Regions from separate parts of the Macaca mulatta genome. Here region 2 is linked to region 1. Evidence: chromatin contacts called from public Hi-C data. All regions are on one chromosome and are shown on one strand. The core of a region is the stretch at or near the end of the contact, and the rest is flanking DNA. Distances in the headings are between cores, read along the strand shown.

Evidence for each region. Hi-C and Micro-C count contacts between places; a contact is called where the count stands out from the background.
Region 2: a Hi-C map of liver shows a contact between it and region 1, with 3 times the contacts expected there. The contact joins the promoter of TMEM179B here to the promoter of SLC3A2 in region 1. A contact is called at or near these places in 5 of 14 Hi-C or Micro-C datasets (CD4 T cells, blood, cortical neurons and 2 more).

What each region holds. Positions count from the first base shown.
Region 1 is chr14:11,200,119-11,204,871 of T2T-MMU8v2.0, forward strand. SLC3A2 (solute carrier family 3 member 2) reads right to left here and starts at 2,939. Exons shown (of 12, transcript XM_077962507.1): 1 at 2,690-2,939. The coding sequence starts at 2,801. It overlaps LOC718486 (a long non-coding RNA gene), which reads left to right and starts at 2,313. Exons shown (of 10, transcript XR_013403642.1): 1 at 2,313-3,201; 2 at 3,597-3,638; 3 at 3,845-3,928; 4 at 4,125-4,175; 5 at 4,518-4,550. LOC114672513 (small nucleolar RNA SNORD26) reads left to right here and starts at 3,696; the gene lies at 3,696-3,769. LOC114672512 (small nucleolar RNA SNORD27) reads left to right here and starts at 3,980; the gene lies at 3,980-4,051. It also overlaps LOC114672511.
Region 2 is chr14:11,269,015-11,273,767 of T2T-MMU8v2.0, forward strand. It overlaps TMEM179B (transmembrane protein 179B), which reads right to left and starts at 2,535. Exons shown (of 5, transcript NM_001194702.2): 1 at 2,405-2,535; 2 at 1,004-1,191; 3 at 788-922; 4 at 538-616; 5 at 1-331. The coding sequence starts at 2,500. The coding sequence ends at 170. TAF6L (TATA-box binding protein associated factor 6 like) reads right to left here. Exons shown (of 12, transcript XM_077962525.1): 11 at 3,544-3,672; 12 at 2,591-3,415. The coding sequence ends at 2,636.

The DNA of each region.
Region 1 (4,753 bases), core at 1,689-4,188:
CCAGCTAATTTTTTTGTATTTTAGTAGAGACGGGGTTTCACCATGTTAGCCAGGATGGTCTCCATCTCCTGACCTCGTGATCCGCCCGTCTGGGCCTCCCAAAGTGCTGAGATTACAGTGCTGGGATTACAGGCGTGAGCCACCGTGCCTGGCCGACAATACTGCTCTTTACTCCACTGAGATGTTTGTGTAAAGTCAAACATAAATCTGGCCTACATGCACATCGAGGCACAGCACCTTTCCTTAAACTTATTTATGACAGAGTCCTTTGCTCACATGTTTTCCTGCTGACCCTCTCCCCACCATTACCCTATAGTCCTGCCACATCCCCCTCACCGAGATGGTAGAGATAGTGATCAATAAATGCTGAGGGAACTCAGAGACCGGTGCCGGTGTGGGTCCTCCTTATGCTGAGTGTCGGTCCCCTAGGCCCACTTTTCTTCCTCTATACTTTGTCTCTCTGTCTTATTTTCTCAGTGTCTCGTCCCACCTGATGAGAAATACCCACAGGTGTGGAGGGGCTGGCCCCCTTCAGGATTACAGGCGTGAGCCGCTCTACCTAGCCTACTTTTTTTTAAATGCCCTATTTTCTAGTAGATTCTATGTCACTACACAAGAGGTTGCAAACTCACAATGAGGGCCACCTTTGGCCCACAGGCATATTTCGGTTTTTTGTTTGTTTGTTTTTGAGACTCGCTCTTGTCCCCCAGGCTGGAGTGCAGTGGGGTGATCTTGGCTCACTGCAACTTCCACCTCCCGGGTTCAACCGCTTCTCCTGCCTCACCCTCCTAAGTAGCTGGGATTACAATCGCCCGCCACCGCACCCACACCACGCCCGGCTTATTTTTGTATTTTTAGTAGAGAAGGGGTTTCACCATGTTGGCCATGCTGGTCTCTAACTCCTGACCTCAGGTGATCCGCCCACTTCGGCCTCCCAAAGTGCTAGGATTACAGACATGAGCCACCGCGCCCGGCCAAAAAAATTTAAACTCAACATTTTAAAGTGGGTAAATACACAATTCTGGACTTCTGGATTCTTTTGAAAACTATTTGATCACACAGAGACAATACTGTCACAAGGCAACAATCAGCTGGAGCTGTGAAAGGGCTGCCCAGTTCACCAGAGTCCCAACTCAGTTCATTTCACTTACCTACATTACTTAGCTGATTTCTGTATGTGAGTTGGAGACCCCTAACCCAAATCCCCTCTTTTCCACTTCCACTGCCGTTACACTTGCTAGTATTGAATCCTCTTGCCTAAACTACTATGGCAATCTAATTAATGACCTTGTCTCCATCTTATCCCCCAATGTCTTATCACTTTCCTACTTAAAAACTCTCCCTGGTTTTTTTTTTCTATCTATGATTCAAGTGATTTAGCTTTGCTCTCAAGGTCCTGCTTATGTGGCTTTCCCCAGGAAATACATTCCAGTTTTATATTCTAATACTCCCCTTTTGCCCATCTTTCATGAATTGTAGCCACACACTTCTTTCTTTTTCTTGCACCAAGCTTGTGCTCCAGTTGTTTCTTTAACTGGAATTCCCCTCCGGAGTCTTTCAACCCTTTCAGGCCCAGACACTCTATAAAGCATTTCCCAACTGCCATTCCCACTCACAACCTCCCCAGCCTTGTCTGTCTACTCTGGGCCATCTTGATTTTCCATAGTTTATCTGTCCCACTTTTTTTTTTTTTTTTGAGACAGGGTCTCACTCAGTCATCCAGGCTGGAGTGCAGTGCAGTGGCTTGATCACAACTCACTTACAGCCTCAAATTTCTGGGCTCAAGCAATCCTCCCACCTCAGCTTCCCAAGTAGCTGAGGCTACAGGCATGCACCACCGCTCCTGGCTAATTTTTTCTATTTTTCTGTAGAGATGGGTATCGGTTTCTCACTATGTTGCTTAGGCTGGTCTTGAACTCTTGGGTTCAAGAGATCCTCCCACCTTGGCCTCCCAAAATGCTGAGCCAGGCCGGGTGTGGTGGCCTACGCCTGTAATCCCAGCACTTTGGGAGGCTGAGGCAGGAGGTCACCAGGTCAGCAGTTCGAGACCAGCCTGGCCAACGTGATGAAACCCCATCTCTCCTAAAAATACAAAAATTAGCGTGGCTTGATGATTGCGGGAGCCTGTAATCCCAGCTACTCAGGAGGCTGAGGAAGGAGAATCGCTTGAACCTGGGAGGCAGAGGTTGCAGTGAACCGACATCCCGCCACTGCACTCTGGGCGACAGAGCAGAACTCTGTCTCGGAAAAAAAAAAATGTTTATAAAGTGTGCTTGTACACGTAGATGTTTACCACGAACGACTGAACTAATGCTGTCCGGTCTCAGTAAAACAGTCTATAGCTGACTGCAACCATAGTGATCGGGCAGGAGTTGCAGCAGGCAGCACCGCGGGAGCCCTTTAAGGTTCCCCATCAATAAAGGGGGCTGTCATCCTACCTAGCTCTTGGGATTTTGATGGATTAATCGATTAATACAGTGTGCTTAAGACGGTGCTCCACAAATGTTAGCTAATGCTGGCCCGTAGTAGTCCAAGATCTAAAGAAAACGCACCAGAAGGCAGGACATAGGGGACCAGTTAGAAAAAAATCAGATCCTGTCTTCAGTGGAGCACTTACGCCCTGACTTACTTTACCGAAATGGCTCCCCCAAAGGGGACCTCCTCCCGAGTTTAGCTCGGGATCCAGTACCTGAGTCATCCCCCGCGCTGAGACCCTGGACACCAGCCTCCGAATGTGAGCCCGGCAGCTGGCGGGGAATCGAAACGACGGCGGTCGAGGCTTCAGGAGGCTGTAGCTCCATGGAGGCGGATCCTGCACACAGGTTTCGGGTGTGTGGGGGGAAGGGGGAGCTCAGAACAGGGTTAGCGGGTAAGCAGTCGTGACCGTCAGTCCAGGATCCGCGTGAGGCAGTGATCTCACCGCTCCTGCCACATGCACTGGGTGAGAAAACTAAGCCGCAATGCGGTCGGTGAGGTTCCGTAGGACGCATGCGCGCCCTTTTCGCGCCGCAAGTTCAGGTAGCGCTTTGTCCACGCCCTCCTTCCCTGGAACTCTCTACCCACAACTCCCCGGGGTCGCATGCGGTCAACGTATGCGCGTGCGCTCGCCATAGCACCGCCCCCAAATCCCGTGGGCCTCTGCGGGATGGTATTTAATCGTCTCTCCGTGCCAATTTCGGTCTCATTGTTCTACTGCCGCTGGTAAGTGATTTCGTAAGATTTGTAGCTGTCAGTGTTTTGTGCTTTGTCCGTTTCTTTTATTTTGAACGATTGTGCGGACATCGCATAGCACGCGCTATGCCTTCTGTGTTGTAGCTGTCTAGCCAGGGTGACTGGCGGGTGAGGTCTTGTGGGTGGCCTCGAGACTTAAATTAAGTAGCAGCGGGGCTTTGTGAAGGACAAGATGGCGATGGCGGGCCGTGCGGGTCCCCTCCCTATGATGAGGACCTTTTCACAGACCTGTACTGAGCTCCGTGAGGATAAGTGACTCTGAGGAGATGGGCCCTGCAAGCCTCCTACTTAGCCGTCGGCTCAGAAGATAGCGTTTTCGAAATGCCCTGTGTTGACCTAATGTCTTCTTGGACTCTTGTCTGCAGGGTTTACGCGCACGTTGGAATCGAAGAGAGCTCTATGTTACAGTAAGTTCTTATGGCCATTTCTTAACCTCTGCTCTTTCGTTGAGTGTGTAGAAGTTGCTACGGGGATGATTTTACAAACTGAACTCTCTCTTTCTGATGGATTAGTGGAGAAAACAAAAATTCTGAGTAGCACTGTACTGTACGCAATAAATGTCAGGGACTTATTGATTTGTCTGAGGTGTTAGTGAAGGCTGTTATTTTTTCAGATGTTTAGCCCACAAAAGCTCACTGGTGAAGGAATGGGACAAGACCCATCTTTCTGCAAAGCCAGCGTTACAGTAATGTTCCAGGTAGGTGTACATGCTTTTATGCTCTTACAGAGGAGACCTTGCTAGATAACCACTCCGTGATGAACACAAAATGACAAGCATATGGCTGAACTTATAAGTGATGTCATCTTACTACTGAGAAGTGACAGCGAGGTCTTCGGGGGTCTTTGAATGACTATTTTTAGGTACATAAAATGCCTTCCTCTGTTGTCTACAGCATCTCATAATCTATCCTGAGGAATTCAGCTGCCTCCCAGGGTGAATACAGGTAATTATTCAAATTGGTGTATGTCATCTCTGTAAATGTTCACAAGAGAACAAGTGGCCGGCGGAAGCAATTTTGTTTTTTGGCGCCTTCCATCTTGTTCCTCTTGAGATAATTTTCTGGGAAGCGAGATCGCAACCCGGTACTACAGTTCTTGTAAAGGTGCGCTGTTATCCTCATCCATATATCGATCACTTTACTGTCAGATGATTTGAATTGATAAGCTGATGTTCTGTGAGGTACAAAAATTAATAGCATGTTAGAGTTCTGATGGCAGTTGTTGATTTTGAATAAGTTTCATTCCATCCTAATACCTTAAAATAACTAATTTGCTTTGCTTTCCAGGTATTCCTCATGACAATCTGCCTCTATCTTACAGTACGTTGCTTTTTTAATTCTATGGGCCTATTATCTAATTGATAACTTAGCCATCTTGATGTTTGTTACCAAAGCCTGCTTAAACCATAAAGTTTTCTGGTTCCTCTTGTTCTCTGTAGTGATGTTTCCAGACCTCCCCTTTTTTCTCTCAGATAGATGCCCACTGATCTGCCCAGGGTCAGACTAGTGCTTGTCAGTTGTAG
Region 2 (4,753 bases), core at 1,285-3,784, 68 kb after region 1:
TTTTGGTACAAAAACAGCTGTAGGAAGAGGAGGAGGGGGGCCTGTCATTACGTTTCCCCCCTGAAAGGAAAACTAAGACTCCCAACATAAACAGGGCCTTGTGGGGGCAAGAGGATTGCAGGCACTTGGGCATGGAGTCTTTGGCTGCAGGAAGCACTCTGGTTATTCTTCAGGAATGGGAAAGGCGTGGCCCAAAGAGAGCATCTGTCTCAGAGCTCCACTCAGGGTCACCCCTCTCCAGAGGCCGGTGTGGGGTGGCTTCAGACTTCCACTGCACGACCTGGAGCACCAAGACCACACACCACAATACCAAATTCACCCAAGAAGAGGTCTGTGGGAGACAGGGACAGGAGTGTCAGGAATGGGACCATTTCAAATCCAGTCCTTCCCACCCACACACCACTCTTAACTGCTGAATTTCAGGCTGACAACCCCCTCAGCTCCTCTCACTGGTGAGCCAAGCTCATGATACACTGGTGAGCACCCACACAGCTACAGATACTTATGTGAATCTTTCCTTCTATCCTTGGGTCTCACTTCGGCATTGTGTAGGTTGGAGTAAAACTGCAGAGCAGTTCCAGGGGGTCTCCATGGAATTTTCTGGGCTTCAGAACAGCTGTGAGGTCAAAGAGACAGTTGTGAGAAAGGGTGATAGTTTATATCCGAGGCACACCTGTGCCCAGTGCCCTGTGAGTTGAGAGCAACTGATGGGGATAAAAAGGAAATTACAGGACCCTGGTGCAGAGGGAAGGTAGCCCCAGCCAGGCTTCCCTCCCTCTCCCATTACCTAATTGTAGTGTTCAGGGAGATGATGGAGTTGCAGAGAGACCTGGTGCCAAATCGAAGGATACAGGCAGACACCAAGACCAGGAAGATGGCTATAGCTGAGATGGCCAGTGCAATGCGCAGCCCTATAGAACCTCTGAGAGGGAGAGAACAAGCCTTGTGGTGGAGGCGAGGCTCATCCTACCTCAGACCCTGGCCCTCAGGGTTGGGCAGTCACCTGTGGCAGTCCTCAATGCAGCTGCTGTAGATCCAGAAGAGCAGAAGCAGGAGGCAGTAGAGGGCCAAGAGGCCAGAGGCCCCAGCTACAAAGTAGCAGAGGGATGGTGCGGAGGGATGGGATAAGGCCAGGGAGGAGCCATTCAGGGTGGCGACACCATACAGGGGACATCTACCACTGAAGGAGCCCTGTGGAGAGAAGCTGCTGAGTCCTAGATTTCAGGTTAATGCCTCTGGATGCAGTGTCTTGGTAGGTGTTAGTGATAACCTAGGCCACGACCATTCCAGGAAGTTATTTGTGCACTGTCAGTTCCTATTTCTGGGACAGAGATATTGATGGAGAGGGCCTGTTGGGGAATCAAACAGTGGCCAGAAGGATCAGAAAATAGCCAATGACTATAGAATACAACGAGCTTCAGAGAAGCCTCATTAATTCTGGTCTTTGTGCAGAAACCTTAGAGTAAACCCAGGCCTTGTATATCCTTCAACAAATAACTACCTCTGAGGGTTTTTTTGTTGTTTTGTTTTTTGAGATGGAGTTTCGCTCTTGTCACCCAGGCTGGAGTGCTACCGCACGATCTCGGCTCACTGCAACCTCCGCCTCCCAGGTTCAAGCGATTCTCCTGCCTCAGCCTCCCAAGTAGCTGGGATTACAGGCATGAGCCATCACACCCGGCTAATTTTTGTATTTTTAGTAGAGGCGGAGTTTTGCCATGTTGGCCAGGCTGGTCTCTAACTCCTGACCTCAAGTCATCTGCCTGCCTCGGCCCCCCAAAGTGCTGGGATTACAGGCGTGAGTCACCGCGCCCTGCGGATCTCTGAGGTTTTCTCATGGTGTAAAATAGGCACACTAGTGCCTACTTTATAGGCATTAAATGAACCCATGTTTACTAACCAGATTACCTGGCTGGGGTAAACGATGTAAATTATTGGCTTCTACCTTTACGTCAGCCTTTTCTACATCTCTTATTTTGTCATTTAATACACTGTGCTGCAATCATGTGGCATCTTGATCATCTCCACTACACTATGCTTTATTTCCAGACAAAGCTCAGCACAAAAGGCTTCTGATTTAACGGATGGACGCAGGTTCCGCATCGACTTCTCTTTCAGAACCACAGTAAGGTCAGCAGGAGCCACGAAACCCGACTCCATCTAGTGCTTTAAGACGGTACTGACCCGTCCCTTTGGCGAGAGTACAACTTCGAAGTATGACCTGGCCCAGAGTAGCCACAAAGCGCGATTAGCCTCGCTGCATTTCAGGTACAGGCCGGTGCCAGCCGTGCCTTACCAGGTCCACCGGCTCCAAGCAGCAGCGAGCTCGGTCGGAAAGCGACAGTGGCCTCGCCACGTCAGGACCGGCCAGCTCCCCAGCCTACCTGACCCCGCCCTGCAGCCGCACCTGGGTCCGAGTCAGCGCCGCCGCCGCCACGGCCCCGCACAGGAAGGCGGCAGCAAACAGCGCAAGCTCGACGCGCTGCAGCCAGGGCAGCGCCATGGCGCCCTGACCACCAGGAAGCGCCGCCACAGCCTCAACCCGGCCAAACCCCACCTTATCCGGCGCGACCCACGAAAATGGAGACGTCACTTCCGGGGGCGGGATTTATTTACAAAGATGGAAGCGCTCACCTACTCAGAGCGGCAAGTACAGCGAGTAGTCCGAGAGCGCCCACCGGCGGGCGGGGCGGCTGGTGCGGCCGATCATGGGCAGCTTCTGCACGTAGCGGGAGGCCGGGCTAGGCCCGTACGGCGCGGGGAATGCAGTCTGGAAAAGGCGCCCGCGGCAGCGCCTCCCAGCCTGCCGCCCGGCGATGATGAAACGAAAGTGCGGGGCGCCGCGCGGGGCGAAACGGCTCTTCTGGAAGACGTCGCGGGTGCCGGTCCCGGGGCCCTGCTGCCGGGGTGCCCCGCGCGCCCGATGCACGCGCGGCAGGGGCCTGCTCTCAGAGGCCGCTGGCCCAGAGGCCGACGTGGGGCCGCCTCCGCCGCTGCCCCGGGGGCTCTCGTCGCCCTGCGGGCTGACCATGGCGCTTGCCGTCAGCTGCGGCATCTTCCGCACCGAGTCAGGGGCTGTCGCCGGCTCCTTCTTGTCCCCGGGCGGCCGCGGAGCGGTGGGTGCAGGTTGGCCGGTGCCGAAGCGTGTGGCCAAGCTGTCACCGAAGAAGGCGTAGAGCTCCCGGTAGATGTCCGCCAGGGTCACCGAAAGAGAAGGGTCCTCCTGCCCCGCTCCCCCTGGCGGCAGCGGGAGACCGGACCCAAAGCTGGGCTCTGCACCGCCCCCGGAGGACGACTCTTGCAAGAGAAGGCTATCCCATGGCAGGTCGTCCAGGCGCCGGCACCCCCTGCCACCTGGGCCACCCCTGTTGGGCTCTGCTGCCTGGGCCTTCATCTTCAGCAGTCGCTCTACGGCCACCTGTAAAAGCCAAGGACTAAGATAGGCAAAAAATTCGAGGAACCTGGGCCCATCAAATATTCCAAAGTAAGCCTGCTTGGCTGCTAAGCTCATGCAGGGGAGGGAGGCTGGAAGGGGATGGTACTCACCAGAATGGCTCCATAGACTTTGTGCCCATCTGCTTTGACCTGTGCATTAGATACTGAATAATCATCCAGCACAGCCTGCAAGTTTGTCCAGTACGTGGACAGGTGTGGGTACAGGACTCGTTCTACTGCCTGGAAGAGAAGGAATGCAGTTAGCGTCTCTTTGACACTTACTCCCTCTCTAGGACCCTTTCCCATGAAACACCTACCTTTATTTCTGATCCTAGACAGAGCTCAATCCTCCTAAATTCCCTGACTGGCATATTCAGCCATACATTTATTTGGAACCTACTGTATACCTAAGCTAGACATTGGGAATAAAGGTACAAAGGTAGATAATAAAGTGTCACAAAAGAAGTAGACAATAAAAAGTGTACCCAGTATCACTACCCTGTGTGCCAAGGGCTAAAACAATGCTCATTGCTAACAACTCCAAAATTTAGTTTGCATACTGCTACCCCATACAATCAGGCAAGTACTGGCTTCACTGAGATGTAAACTGAGACTCAGTTCAAACAATCTGCGTAAAAACCACCAACCAGAGACTTGGACTCTGATTATACAATTTAAAATCCTGTGATTGGCCAGGCGCAGTGGCTCACGCCTGTAATCCCAGCACTTTGGGAGGCCGAGGCTGAGACCTCCTGAGGTCAGGAGTTCAAGACCAGCATGACCAACAAGGTGAAACCCCGTCTCTACCAAAAATACAAAAATTAGCTGGGCGTGGTGGCAGGTGCCTGTAGTCCTATCTACTAGGAAGGCTGAGACAGGAAAATTGCTTGAACACGGGAGGTGGAAATTGCAGTGAGCCAAGACCGCGCCACTGCACTCCAGCCTGGACGATGGAGCAAGACTTCATCTCAAAAAAAAAATCCTTGGCCGGGCGCGGTGGCTCACGCCTGTAATCCCAGCACTTTGGGAGGCCGAGGCGGGCGGATCACAAGGTCAGGAGATCGAGACCACGGTGAAACCCCGTCTCTACTAAAAATACAAAAAATTAGCCGGGCGCGGTTGTGGGCGCCTGTAGTCCCAGCTACTCGGGAGGCTGAGGCAGGAGAATGGCGTGAACCCGGGAGGCGGAGCTTGCAGTGAGCCGAGATCGCGCCACTGCACTCCAGCCTGGGCGACAGAGCGAGACTCCGTCTCAAAAAAAAAAAAAAAAAAATCCTGTGATTAATTTGGGGGAAAGCAAAACTTCAAATAAATGACGTTT